2 separate regions of the Anas platyrhynchos genome follow, and region 1 is linked to region 2. A link is a contact called in public Hi-C data. All regions are on one chromosome and are shown on one strand. Each heading gives the region's core, a stretch centred on a gene start, on an enhancer-like site or on the middle of the called end of the contact. The rest is flanking DNA. Distances are from core to core; before and after follow the strand shown. Region 1 holds the start of REX1BD (required for excision 1-B domain containing). Region 2 overlaps CRTC1 (CREB regulated transcription coactivator 1).

Evidence for each region. A called contact is a pair of places that touch in the nucleus more often than the background predicts.
Region 1: a contact with region 2 is called in a Hi-C map of subcutaneous adipose tissue, with 2.4 times the contacts expected there. The contact joins the promoter of REX1BD here to the enhancer-like site in region 2. A contact is called at or near these places in 2 of 8 Hi-C or Micro-C datasets (skeletal muscle and subcutaneous adipose tissue).

The regions. Positions count from the first base shown.
Region 1 is chr29:1,767,396-1,774,676 of IASCAAS_PekinDuck_T2T, reverse strand. REX1BD (required for excision 1-B domain containing) reads left to right here and starts at 5,589. Exons shown (of 5, transcript XM_038169189.2): 1 at 5,589-5,692; 2 at 6,077-6,159. The coding sequence starts at 5,690. It overlaps UBA52 (ubiquitin A-52 residue ribosomal protein fusion product 1), which reads left to right. Exons shown (of 5, transcript XM_072029201.1): 2 at 4,674-4,796; 3 at 4,903-4,989; 4 at 5,088-5,190; 5 at 5,340-5,502. The coding sequence starts at 4,694. The coding sequence ends at 5,433. KXD1 (KxDL motif containing 1) reads left to right here and starts at 1,343. Exons shown (of 5, transcript XM_072029205.1): 1 at 1,343-1,481; 2 at 1,872-2,069; 3 at 2,194-2,346; 4 at 2,584-2,630; 5 at 2,994-3,456. The coding sequence starts at 1,975. The coding sequence ends at 3,229. FKBP8 (FKBP prolyl isomerase 8) reads right to left here and starts at 1,618. Exons shown (of 9, transcript XM_038169184.2): 1 at 1,442-1,618; 2 at 137-442; 3 at 1-17. The coding sequence starts at 428.
Region 2 is chr29:1,678,037-1,684,630 of IASCAAS_PekinDuck_T2T, reverse strand. It overlaps CRTC1 (CREB regulated transcription coactivator 1), which reads left to right. Exons shown (of 14, transcript XM_072029333.1): 10 at 2,625-2,761; 11 at 3,296-3,547; 12 at 5,705-5,806. Among named protein-coding and RNA genes, the nearest start is that of CRTC1, 32 kb to the left of the region's middle. Within about 2 kb of position 1,795, at least 1 of the 8 cell types and tissues checked has an H3K27ac peak or open chromatin away from gene starts, as enhancers often do. A contact at or near this core is called in subcutaneous adipose tissue, where this site is marked.

The sequences.
Region 1 (7,281 bases), core at 4,340-6,839, 86 kb before region 2:
CTTGAGCAAGCCGTTCCCTGCCCCGGGAGGAGAAACCAAACCGGAGGCGTTTTAGGGCCGGGAGGGGAAGGGCAAAAGGCCCTCGCCCGCCTCCGCGCTGAGCTCTCCCGGTGCCTGCCGCCCTCCTGCTGCTTACCCAAGACGTCCAGCCATTCCTGGGGGGGTTCAGGGGTCTCCCCCGGGTCTTGCTCCGGGGACCGGGTGTCCTCCGGTGGCTCCGGTGGCGGAGGGGCCCGTGCCCGCCCCACGTCCTCCAGCGGTGGCAGCTCGCTCAGGTCGTCCTCGTCCTCCTCCAGCACCTCGAAGTCCTCGGTGCTGTCCGACTGAGCGGGAGCCGGGTCCGGGTCCGAGTCCGGGCAGGACGGGGCCGTGTCGGTGCCCACCGGGGTCGGGCAGCCGGTGCTCGCCTCCTCCTCGCTGGAAGCCATGGCGGCGCAGAGACCTGCGGGGGGGAACGGTGCTTACCGGGAGGGGAGCAGAGGCGCACACGGAGCCAGGAGCTGCTCGGACCTGGGGCCTCCCGGTGGCGGACAACCGAGCAGAGCTGGGCTGGGGTGGGGGGAGGACCGGGGGTGTCCTGGTTCTGGACGCAGTCGCCCAGCCCCGTTCCCAATCTCCGGTCACCGGCTCCGGCCCCAACCCCAGGCCTGGCCCCGCTCCCTGGCCCTGACCCCAGTCCTGGTCACTGGCTCCGGTCCCCGTCCCTGACCCTGGCCCCGGTTCCCAGCTCAGGCCCCGGTCCTGGCCCCGGTCCCTGGCCCTGACCCCGGTCCCGGGTCCGGTCCCCGGCTCAGGCCCCGGTCCCCGACCCCCGTCCTGTCCCTGGTCCCCGGTCCGTGTCCCTGACCTGGGCCCCAGCCCCCGGTCACCGACTCGGGCCCTGACCCCGGTTACTGGCCCCTGACCCCAGCCCCGGTCCCGGTCCCGATCTCCGGTTACCGGCTCCGGTCCCGGTCCCCGACCCCTGTCCTGTCCCCAGCCCCCGGCCACGGTCCCCGGTCCCTGACCCCTTTACTGTCCCGTCTCCGGTACTGGGCCCCCGGCTCCAGCCCCCGGTCCCGGTCTTGATCTCCGGTTACCGGCTCCGGTCCCGGTTCCCGGTCCCCGTCCCTGAACCCGGTCCCGGTCCCCGGCTCCGGCCACGGTCCCTGTCCCTGATCCCGGCCCCGGTCCCGGTCCCGTCCCTGCTCCCTCCCCCCCCCCCTCACCGTGCGGCTCCCCGGGGTCTCCCCCTAGCAACGGCCGCCGCCGCGCGCCCCCCGCCGCTGCCACCCCCCGCCCCCCTCCGGCCCCGCCCCCGCTCTCCCATTGGCCCTCCGCCGCCCGCCCCGCTCACGCCATTGGGTGGCGCCAACGCCCGTCAGCGCCGCGGGGGCGGGGAGGGCGCCGCCTTAAAGGGGCCGCAGCGCACATTCGGCTCCCCCCGGTGGGGGGGGCTCACCGGGAAGCCGCCGCCGCCGCCGCTCAAAGCCCCGGTACCGGTGAGCGCTCGGGGTGAGGAGGGAGCCGCCGAGGGTTCCCCTCAGCCCCTACAGGGCCGCTCCATGGCCTAGGCCGGGACCCGGGGGGCTCCGCGCCCGTGAGGGCCGGTACCGGGATCCGGTACCGGGAGGGGGGGGGTGGCGTCACTTCCGGCCTTGCGCCGTGACGCACACGCACGGCGCCGCCGCGGGGTCACGCTCGCCGTGACCCCGAACCCCGGAAGCGAGGCGCGGCCGCCGCCGGGGCCGGGAAGGGGAGCGGGGGGGGAGGGGAGGGGCCGGTACCGGGCGTGGGGGGAGGGGAGGGGCTGCGGGGGGGGGCCCCGGTGCCCGGTGCTCGGTTCCCGGTCCCGGTCCGGGTCCTGATCCCAGTCCCAATCCCGATCCCAGTCCCAATCCCGGTGCTGTTCCCGGTGCTGCTCCCAGCCCCGGTGCTGTTCCCGGTTCCGTTCCCGTTCCCGGTGCCGGTGCCGGTCCCGCAGGCGGCTCCGTGATGGAGCCCACCGCCTCCCGGGTGTTCTGCGGCCGGGTGCTGGGCATGGTGAACGCCGAGGACGTCAACGCCATCATCCTGGCCCAGAAGAACATGTGAGTACCGGGGGGGGGGTGGAGGAAGAGGGGGCTGCAGGACCCCCACCCGGTGGCTCCCGGTGGTTCCTGGTGGTCCCGGGCACCCATCCGGGCTCCCCCTGATTCCCCGCTCCCCCCCCAGGCTGGACCGTTTCGAGAAGACCAACGAGATGCTGCTCAACTTCAACAACCTGTCGAGCCTGCGCATGCAGCAGATGAGCGAGCGCTTCGCGCACCACACCCGGACGCTGGTGGAGATGAAGAAGGACCTGGACAGCATCTTCCGCAGGATCCGGTAGGCACCGGGACCCCCCCCACGGCTCCCCCCCCCCCGGCCCCGGGAATCGGCCCCGGGGATCGCTGTGGGTCGAGGGGATCCAGCGTGGGTGGTGTCATGGGGTGGGGGGGCTGGACCCCAGAGCTGGGGGCTCGGGGAGTGGAAATAATAGAGGGGAATGGGGTGGGGGGGCTGAAAAGGGGAATAATTTGTAGGGTTTGGTGTGAACTCGGCTCTCTCCTTCTCCTCCCACAGGACGCTGAAAGGGAAGCTGGCCAAGCAGTACCCGGAGGCTTTCAGCAGTGAGTGGGGGCTTCTGCCGGGCTTCCCCTCGGCTCCGTGCCCCCGGGAGGGATCCCTCTGCTAGGAATATTTAGGGCTGGTTGTGGAAATCGGGGCTGCCCCATGGAGCTGACAAGACCAGCAGGCGCGTGGCGGCGCCCGGCTGCTGCAGTGAGAGTCCGGGGAGCTGCTTTGTAGCGTTATGTGTCCCTGTAAGAAGTCCCAAAGCCATATAGGGCTGCTCAGTTCAGTGGTGTCAAGTTCCTTTAGATTGCTGGTAAAATGTTGAATTAAAAAGGAGGAAATTTGTAGGAGCACCTCGCGAAGCTGTCTTTTTCAGGCGGCTCAAGCGGCCCAACTAACGCCTGCCCCTTCCCTTTCAGACATCCACGAATCCCCCATTCTGGAAGACGACGACGACTTCGACCCCGTTCCCAAAAGCACCACCACCACCATCGCTACCTCGGAGCAGAGCACGGAGTCCTGCGACACCAGCCCCGACATCATCTCCCCCACCATGAGCCAGGAGTTCGAGGATCTCTCGCAAGGCCCCTACGATTTCCCGGCCGTGAACGGACAGAGTCTAACAGACGAGGACACTGCCAACGGCCTGGACTAGGCGCACGGCCCCGCGGGGCCCCCAGAACTATTCCCCTATTTATATTCCCGTGTTCCTGCGGGCGTTGATTTCGGGCAGAGGGAAGCGATGGCCGAGCAAAGAAAGCTCAGGAGGACGGATCCCCTGCTGACGGATCCCCAGGCCGCCGCTGTAGCATAAACCCCACGGCGTGATACGGGCAGATCAGTTAAAAAAAAAAAAAAAAAAAAAAAAAAGGTTTAAACACCTCCTGTCCCTCCTCGTTTGTGTGCTCAGGAGAGCAGCGGCACCCGGCCTTCGGTTTGCACAGAAGAGCCAGTCTGGGACCTGTTTTTATTTATTTATCTACGTATTTATTTATTATTTAAGGAACTTAAACAATATTTTAGGCCCTCCCCCAGGAGGAGCCCCTGGTGTGGCCGCCCCCTGGGACCTGCTTTTATTTATTTATTTCTATTTATTTATTTATATTTTATTTATTTTTATTCTTATCTATATTTATCAATTTATATGTTTTTTTTATTTATTTAAGGAGCTTAAACAAAAAGTGTAGCCCCCCTCACCCCCAGGAGGAGCCCCTGGTGCGCGGCACCCCCAGGGCACGTCCTTATTTACTTATTTTTCATTTATTTAAGAAACTTAGTAAAAGGTTTAGGCTCGCAGGAGAAGCCCCCAGATCGGCTGCTCCTGGGACCTATTTTATTTTAAATTATTATTTTTATGTATTTAATGAACTTTAAAAGTTTAGCGCCCTCCCCCCTAGGAGGATCCCCCAGTGTGGCTGCCCCTGGGACCTGCTTTTACTTATTTATTTAAATGTTATTTATTTATTTTTATTTATTTTATTTACTTATTTTTATTTATTTAACCAACTTTAAAACTTCAGGCCCCGCCGTGGTCCCCATTTGGCTCCCAGCCGTGCCCGGGACCGCGTGGACCCCCCCTGGGGGCTGCTGCCCGGGGGGCTGCCGCTGCCCCTGGGGCTCCTGGAGCTGCGGGAGGGCAGCGGGGACCGGGGGGGGGGGACCGGGAGGGACCGGGGGGGGGGGCCGGGGCCGTGCTCGGGGCCCAAGAACCGGGCCCGCGGCCGCCCTGAGGCAGCTGCGCACTGCGCCTGCGCGCACCGTGGGGGGGGTGGGGACCGGTTGTGACGTAGCAGCGGGCGGCTTCCGGTTCCGCTCTCTCTCTCTCGTCGGCGGCGAGGCGCGGTGCGGGCGGGCTGCGGGGCCTGAGGGGGGGGGGGGCGGCACCGGGGGGGGCACCGGGGGTCGGGGACGGGCCCCGAGGGGCGCGGATGGTGCCCAAGGGACGTGGGATGGGGCCCGGGGCGGGTCGTGAGGGTCGTGGGTTGAGGCCCGGGGGTTGAGGGGAGCGGGGCCGGGAGCGGGGGCTGGGCCTCGGCCTCGGCCTAGGGCGGGCGGCGGTGACGCGGCCTCAACCCCCCCCCCCCTCCCTCCTTCTAGACCCCCCCCCCCCGGTGCCAAGATGCAGATCTTCGTGAAGACGCTGACGGGCAAAACCATCACCCTGGAGGTGGAGCCCAACGACACGATCGAGAACGTCAAAGCCAAGATCCAGGACAAGGAAGGTACCGGCGGCACCCGGCCCGGCCCCCCCCCGTTATCCACCACCCCCCCCCCCCACCGTTACCCGGTGCTAACGGCTTCCTTCACCCCCCCCCCCTTTTTTTTTAGGGATCCCCCCCGACCAGCAGCGGCTGATCTTCGCGGGCAAGCAGCTGGAGGATGGCCGCACGCTCGCCGACTACAACATCCAGAAAGGTGCCTGTGGTGGCCGAGCCCCGCACATGGATTTGGGCCCCCCCGGTGGTCCCCAGCACCCCCCCCCCGGTGCCCGCTGATGTTTGTCTCTCTTCCAGAGTCCACCCTGCACCTGGTGCTGCGCCTGCGCGGGGGCATCATCGAGCCCTCCCTGCGGCAGCTCGCCCAGAAGTACAACTGTGACAAAATGATCTGCCGCAAGTACGGCCCTGACCCCTCTGACACCCCCCTAAAACCCCCCACATCACCCAGGGCTCTCCCCACGCTTCATCCCTTTCCCTAAAAACCCTTTTCCAGCCCTTTTTCCTCTCACCTGCCCCTCGCTGACGTTTCTCTGCTCCCTTTTCCAGGTGCTACGCTCGCCTCCATCCCCGCGCCGTCAACTGCCGCAAGAAGAAGTGCGGCCACACCAACAACCTGCGCCCCAAGAAGAAGGTCAAGTAGAGCCCTTGGGGCCCGGCCCCGCGCGGCCACGGCGCCGTCCCAATAAAATATCTCAGCGTTCGCACCCTGTCCTGTTGTTTTTTTGCCCCGAAATGTCGTGGTTTTGTGTGAAAAGGGGGCTGGAGGGGGGGGGTGGTGGTGATGCCGGGCGGTGCCTGCAGGTGGCGGCGGTGCCGCGCTGCGCCGCGCTCCGCCTCCGGTCCTACCGGGCCTGCGCCCTCCGCCACCGCCGCCGAGCAGGGCCCGGGACCGGGCCATGGTGAGCGGGACGGGGCCGTAACGGGGTGGGACAGGGAGCGGAACCGGGAGCGGTTCCCCGAGGGGTTGGGAGGGTCCTGGGGTAACCGGGACCGGGCCGTGTGGCTGGGGGGGGAGAGGGGGCGGGTTCCGCCGTGCCTCTGCGGTGACTCCCGGTACCGATCCCCGGTCCCGGTGCTGATCCCCGGTCCCGTGCTCCGTGCGCGCTTACGGACCGGGATCGCGCTCGGTTCTGACCCAGCGGAACCGGGCACGGAGCTCCTGGGGGGGCGCCTCGGTGCTGCGGTACCGGAGCCGTGCGTTGGGGTCGTTAACGGGGAGGGAGCGGGCACCGGGCCGGTGCCCCACGTCCCCGCCGCCCCTTTCTCTTCCCCCCCCTCCCCAGACCGACGAGGCGGTGCGGGCGCTGCTGCAGCGCTTCTACGCCCTGCAGGGAGAGCGCGTGGAGGCGTACCGGCTGCTGGAGGAGTGAGTAATGGGAACGGGGAACGGGGCCCTCGCAGCGGTGGTGAAGCCCTAATGGGGTGGAACCCTAATGGGATGGAATCCCCCGGCCCTATTGGGATGGAATCCCCCAGCCCTATCGGGATAAATCCCTCAGTCCTAACGGGGTGGAATCCCCCTGCCCTATTGGGATGGAAGCTCCCAGCCCTAACGGGACAGAAGTCCCCAACCCTATTGGGATAAATCCCTTGGTCCTATCAGGATGGAATCCCCCAGTCCTATTGGGATGGTTCCCCAAGACATAATGGAATGGAATCCCCCAGCCCTATCAGGATGGAATCCCCTGGCCCTATGGGGATGGATTCCCCAGCCATAATGGGACAGAATCCCCCAGCCCTACCGAGATAAATCCCTCAGTCCTAACGGGGTGGAAACCCCCAGCCTTATCAGGACGAATCCTCCAGCCCTATTGGGATGGAAGCTCCCAGCCCTAATGGGACAAATCCCCCAGCCCTAATGGGACAGAAGTCCCCAACCCTATTGGGATAAATCCCTCAGTCCTATCAGGATGGAATCCCCCAGCCCTAATGAGATGAAATCCCCAAGTCCTATCAGGATGGATCCCCAAGACCTAATGGAATGGAAATCCCCAGCCCTAATGGGATGGATCCCCCAGCCCTATTGGGATGGAATCCCCTGGCCCTATGGGGATGGATTCCCCAGCCTTAAAGGGATGGAATCCCTCAGCCCTATTGGGATGGAAGCTCCCAGCCCTAATGGGACAAATCCCCCAGCCCTAATGGGATGGAAGCCCCCAACCCTATGGGGATAAATTCCCCCAGCCCTAATGGGGTGGAATCCCCCAGCCCCATCAGACTGGCTTCCCCCCTCCCTATTTCTGCACCCCCATGGGATCAAGCTGCCGGGGTTGCTGACGAGCTCCAGCTGGCAGGGGACGCCCGCCCCGGACACCTGCATCCCATTTTCGCAGCAGCCGGGGGATGATTTATTCCGGGGGAGCGAAAGGGATCCCTCCAACCCCAAAACCAAAACACAACCCCCTGCGGGGGGCTGCACCACGACATGGGGAACACGGAGAGCACCCACGTGGCTCACATTGCACCCCACTGACATTTTATTTTATTT
Region 2 (6,594 bases), core at 546-3,045:
TGTTTTGTCTGAGGGGTAATTCTACTTCTGTTCACTGACTTTCCTTTGTAAACAAGGTTTTCTTAAAGCCATTTCTGTATGACAAAGTGATAGAGCTGTATTTAGTTTTGACTTACAAATATCCTTACATTTTTTTCAAGTTCTTCATGCCCAAGTCTGTTTTTTTGTTGTTTGTATATAACTTTATAGGACAGACTATAGCATCCAAAATGTGCCTCCCTTGTAATTCATTGTACTTAATCCCAACAGCATTTGAATTGTGGAAATACCCTAAGTAGGCCTTTGTTTGCATTCCTTTAGAATATATTTTTTTTCCAAATAAGGATTCTTTTGGAGAAATAGCATTGCTTGCTTCACCTGAAGCAGATTTTGTCTTTTGAGCAGTCAAAATAACATGGAGAATTTACAAGGTTTGCTAGTTTTAGTAAGCTTGGTTGCCTGATTTTTGAAAATATCCGGAGTAGTCAGGATTCATGATATAGAAGGGCTTTGGGAAGCAATACCAAGTGCACACTTCACTCTCACTATGGTGCCTTTGTGTTGAAATCGTTGCCTTTTGAGCGTAGTTTTTGTTGCAAGTACTTGCAAAATGCTGCTGCTGTTTGAGCTGTTCAGCATGAGTCTGAGCTTTGTTGGGGCTTTTGCACTTTGGCAATACTGGTAGTTTTACTAAAAAAAAAAAAAAAAGCCACGCTGGCAGTTTATAATGTTCATACTGATCAACTGATAATTTCAACTTAAGCAAATGGCCTAAACTAATGATTGTTATTTTTTTTTAATAGTTTCTCTAGGTCCTACTTGTGAGCACAGGGTTGCGTTTTATTGTCAGTGACAATTGCAGCCGGTTGATTCCTAGAACAGAAGAAAAGTGCTCTATCCAAAAATAGAAATGTATTTCCTGTGTTAGGCAGGATTCATTTACCCACTTAAAAATCCTCTCATATATTGGTAAAAAGGAAATAATTCTAATCAGGTTAATGTAGTGTTATGGCTGAGCAGTTACATTTAAGAAGGAAGCAAGAATACAGTTTACCCCTCTAAGTAGAGAGGAAATCAGCAGCTTTTGGCACCCTTCAGAAAGCTTTCTGGTCTCAAAACAGACTACACAAAGTTTCAGGGATGGGCTCTCATTCAAGTAGAACGTAGCAAGGCTTTGTTAAGATAGGTGGTGTGTATATAAAAAGAAACAAACTACTTCCATGGAGTTAGGCCAGGCTGGGTTGCTAAATTTTTTGCACTACCCGTAATTAGCAGAGTAAATGGTATAAAACCAAACCAGTAGGTATGTAATTGCTTTGAAAACATTTTCTGATCCATGAAAGATACTACAAATGAGAGAGGTGCATTCATTGATGATTTTGCTGCTGCTTGTTGGAGACTCTCCCATAGTTTAAGCAATGGCGTAGTCAGTGTTTTGGCTTTTTTTAACTGATATTCTCAAACCTTCCTTTCCTTTCTTTATCTCCTAGATCTTGAACGGAAAATGTAAACACTTCTGAGCCTTTTGTAGGAGCTCTGTGCATTGTGCAGACATGCCTGTAGCAGCCCCAAGTAAAGGTGGGGAAAAACACCTGTCAGGTTATGAAGAACTGCCAACAACTTAGGCTACACATTTGTGCATTTGAGGTTGTCAGTTCGCTGACATGTTCCATGAGACAGTGTTGATTTTTGAAAACATCGTGCGGGAAGCCAGGCAGTCTTCAGAATCTGCTCAGTTAGAGCCAGTTTGCCTGCTGGCTCCTTGGCAGCCCGGACTTCCTGGCTCCCTGGCAGCCTGCCTGGAAGCCTTGAGCAGGTGCCAAGTGCTGAGGAGCTCTCAGGCTCTTGTGAATTCCTCCTTTCTGGCAGCTCTGGAAGAACAGCTCACTAGAGAGATTGTCCTGAAATTGCTTTCCAGGGTGTCTCAGTTCCTCTAGGGTGAGGCAGAAAACAGGAGAGGTTTCAAAGCTTGCAGGTTTTGTCTTGAATGTGAGTAAAGCTAAATTACTTTGTAGTCTGTCCCTAGCCTCTGCTAGGTCAGGGCTCTTTAGAGTGCGAGGGATATTTCCTGCCTTCCTGTGCTCTGCTATGCCATTAAAATGGAGTACGTCCTGTGTAACCAGTTTTTCTTCTGCATTTTCCATTAAATAGATGTTTGCTTTTTATAATAACACAAGTGCCTTCTGATTAGTCTTGTTACATGATCTGTTATCTTCTTCCTGAGGTTTCAGCTCTTACAAATAGAGGAGAACATGCTGCTCTTGGACTCTTTGTGTGTGCAGCCCAGGGGTGTGCGAGAACGGTGCCTATTGTTTCCATAAACCACTGGGGAAGCACAGTGCTGCTGGAGCTGGTCTGCTTATTTCAATTCCCAGTCAGTATCTGTGCACCGTCCTGCACAACTGTGACGGGTTTAGGTCCAGGATAAACAACCACAGGGATCTTCCTTTCTTCCTGATGCTGTTTAACCTGACAAAGTTGCAAATTAGCTAATGAATTTCAGCCTGATTGGCCTAGGCACATTCACCACTTTGCGTCGTCAAATTATGCTGTACATTTTTGACAGATCAGGCAATTACCTCTGTACCAGTATCAATGAACTGTTGCTCCGTTCCCATTTGAGCTCGTTTGTTCCTCACTGGCAGGAATGACGACGACGCCAGCCCCTTCCCAGCAGCACCGTCAGCCCACCGTCAGCCCTCTCTCATTGAGCGCAGACTCGAGGCGACCACAGTCACAGCAAATGTCTCCTACGCTTTCCCCTTTGTCACCAATTACTCAGGTAGGACCTCGCTTGGAGAATTACAATTTTTGGTCACAGATGAATTGTTTTACCCTACCTAGGGGAGGGAAATGACTGTAACTTCGTCTTTCTTGTTCTGTAATCTTTAAATGTGTTTGTTAATCTGTACCTTAAAAAGTGAGAGGTTTGTAGAGGACACAGATTTTACTTTGACTTTTCTAAATCCTTGGTAAACATCAAGACACTTTTCTTTTGAAGACATTGTCCATGAAATTTGGAAGACATTTCTCTAATCCATATAAGAAGCACAGTTAGTTTTTAAAATTGATTTCATAAGTACAATTCCACAACTGAGTAGGTTATCAATTCCTCATCTGGACATTCAATTGGGTTTTTGTTTATTGTACCCTGAAGGTGATATTAAGTCCCTTGAAACGTATTCTTGAGTGTCTTTAAACCTTTAGTTAACATTTAAAAATGCAAGATTGACTTAGTGTGGATCACTTGATGTGAAACTTGACATGCTTGGGGAGTCACCTGCCAGTGTGGATGATTTTAATTTTTCTTTTTAAGGCCGTGGCAATGGATGCGTTGTCTCTGGAACAGCAGCTTCCCCCATATCCGTTTTTTACCCAGACAACTTCCCAGCAACAGCAGCAGACCCAGGTGGCAAGTACCCTGCCTCAGAATACTCCTTTAATGCAGACCTCTGGTTTACAGCGAGGAACACAACTCCCCCCACTCTCCGTCACGGTACCTTCTACCATCCCGCAGTCACCTCCGGGTAGCCAGACCCAACCATCAATGGGAATAGACATCAACTCGGTAAGCTGGGGCAGAGCTGAAAAAGATAAAGCTTTCATTTTGAAAACGTAGCATCAGGGTTCAAGCTGGACAGCCCTTGTGATAGGTATACTTCTAGGTGGAGTCTGAAGTAGAATGGTTTTGATTTAATCCATCTTCAAATGCTTTACAGACAGAATTTGGTTTTCGGGTGTGCTTACGGTGGCCGTAGTTTCATAAAATGGTGTCACTTGTGACTTCATGTTTAATTAGAGCAGCCTGAATCCTGGCTATCAGCATTTATTTCACACCTTGCTGCTGTTGCATTGATACTTTTTCAGGCTGTTAAATGTAATGCACCACCAAAGTGCTGTAGGCTCAAGGAGTTAGCAGAACTTTGATCAAGAAACCTGCTAACAAGCAGTTTCCCGAAGTTGGAGAGAGCCAGGCACCTTCTATATTTAGAAAGCTTTCATTTAAAGGATTTATAGAGCATCATACATTATTATCCTCCAAAATTGGATTTGTAGCTGCTTTCAGATCCTGATAAGAAGTGGAGTATATACCTACATAGTAGTGATGATTTCTGGGCAGATTTCTTTTGTGCTGGTTGTGCCATGGTTTGTTGTGAAATGTTCTCTCTCTCTCTGCATATAAAGGTCCAGAATAGAGAGCGAGATCAGGGTAACAAGTTAGCTGGGGAAGAATTTCACAGCTCCTTCTTTGGTCATTCTGCCCCTGCTCTATCAGATCTCGGTTGCCTGACCTGTAGTGTCCTCCTGGCAGTGTTATAATGACAGTGACTGGTTAGATAATAGGCAGAACTCATTCTTTATTGATCTAGCACTAGACCATGGATTTCATTTGTGGATGAAATTTTAATGATTTGTGCTGGTAAGTGCTTCTTGAAGGAAGCTGCTTCCCTTTCAGGATTAGAAGGGGAAGAAGAAGGCCAATTCCAGCAGTGGAAAGGATACCGAGCTACTCAAAATGTGTCCAAATGTGTTGATTCTAACACTTAGGTAGCTACCAGTACAGATGATTTTCATTCTTTGCTTTCTGTGTTGCTTTCCTCATCCTAAACTTCTTTATCACCTTAACTTTTAGGGTGCTATGCTTATCTTTTAAAGCAACTGAAATTGCATATAAATAAAGTTCAAAGCTAGCTTATCACAAAGCCATTTGAGCTGTGCTACAGTCTCACTGACAACTCCTGTGCAGGTTTTTAAAGAAGCATTGAAATTCCTTTTGCTGTAGTTTGGATTTCTGTTTAAAGTGCATTCGTAGCAATGCATAATATATAAAAAGGTTAAGGTATTTTCTTGAGATCCGTAGAATTTGATGTCAGAAAGCATTGGTAGTACAGCATTCTCCTGCACTGCATAGCTATCTGATTAAATTACTCCTTTTCTTAGATTATTGGATTGCAGGTTTCCCTCAGTCATCGGTAAATTTCTAAGGGAAATATAATAGGAATTGCTGTACTTAGTTTACATTAATTCCTGCAGCATTCTATTCAAATGCCTTTGAGATTTTTAATTTGTTCAAGCCTAGGGTTCTTTATGACCAACAAAAAGGTAAATCTTTGACAACGTGTTCTCAGGAAGACTGAGAACAATATAAACATAACTAACATTAAACCTGCAAAACGTAGCCTGAATTTTCAGACAGTGTCTGTTCCATGTCCTGGGGTGAAATGCAGCTTTGAGAAGGATTTTGGTCTTTGTGGTTACGCACTTTGATCTTGATAACACAGCGAGGCTGTTGAAGATTAGGCAGGGTGAGGTGAGACGGATTCCCAGAGTGCTGTAAACACAGGTTAAGAATGTGTGGGTATGGCAATCGAGTTTGACTTGAAAATAGCCCCAGATTTCAAGACTGCTTTTCCTTAAATTGTTGGCTGACAATTTTTTCTTGTAATTGAACTCAAAGCACTGGGAAAAAAATATGTAAATAGTTTTTGGTTGTACAACAGCCCAGCCCTGCTCTTAGATCTCAGCCAGACGAGCCCATGCCAGCGCCGGTACCTTAACTTTCTCCTTTTTGCGGCATTGTTCACAGTAATCCTGTCTTCACGTATAGCCAAGAGTTGCTGAAGAGGATGGTTCTCCCAGCTTCCTCAAGCTGTGTGCGCCAACAGTTGATAACTTTCCAGCCTTCCATCAATCCCATGGTCTTTAATTCTGTGTTGTTCTGTAGGCTTCACTCCAGCAGTACCGCAGTAATGCTGGCTCCCCAGCCAACCAGTCTCCCACCTCTCCTGTCTCCAATCAAGGCTTCTCTCCTGGCAGCTCCCCTCAAGTAAGGGACTCTGTGCTTCCACAGGCCTTGCTTCTCGTGTTTGTTTTTAGTTGAGTCTCTCCATTACTGACCCATAGTTGCCTCACTGTAACTGTATGTGCCTCATGCATTCCTGGTGTCTCATCTTGTTTGCGGTTTCATTCAGTTCCAGAGTTTATCAATAGCTGGTGAATTGCCTTTTGATTGATCAAAGCTACTCGCTTGAGCACTGTTAACACAGGTATTTCTGCGGGGTGTGCAGTGGACAGAACCTCCAGGTAGAGCCCTTTCAATTAGCAATATTGTGGGGGAGCTGACAGATAAGGCTGGGAGGGCAGGGGAGAGAGAGAGGGAAGCTTTTTAAGTGCCTCCTGTAGCAGGAAAACTTCCTGCAGCACTAAATCTCACTTGTATGGCCACAAGCATTTACATCAGGACCTTTTTCACATGGGAACATACACTTGGAAAGAAAACATTGTAGAAAATGCTCTTAAAATAAGCAACTTGTGGCTTGAAAGTAACGGGTTAGTGAAAATGCTGTCTTGCATGCCACCTGGTTTTTCTTCCTGTGTATGTATATCCATACATCCACGTGTCCTATATGCGAGTCTTAGCTCAGTGTGTGTGTAAACCTGTGAAAGGGAATTTTTATCTGCCAGTTGCAAGACAATTAAAAATAAGCCTTCTTTAAGGGTGCCCTAATTGTAAGGGAACCGAGTGCATTTTCAGTACAAAAATAATCTGATGTTCCTGAAATAGATCCACATGGCTGCCCCTTTCCCAAATCTCACCTGTAGAAGCAAGGTGAA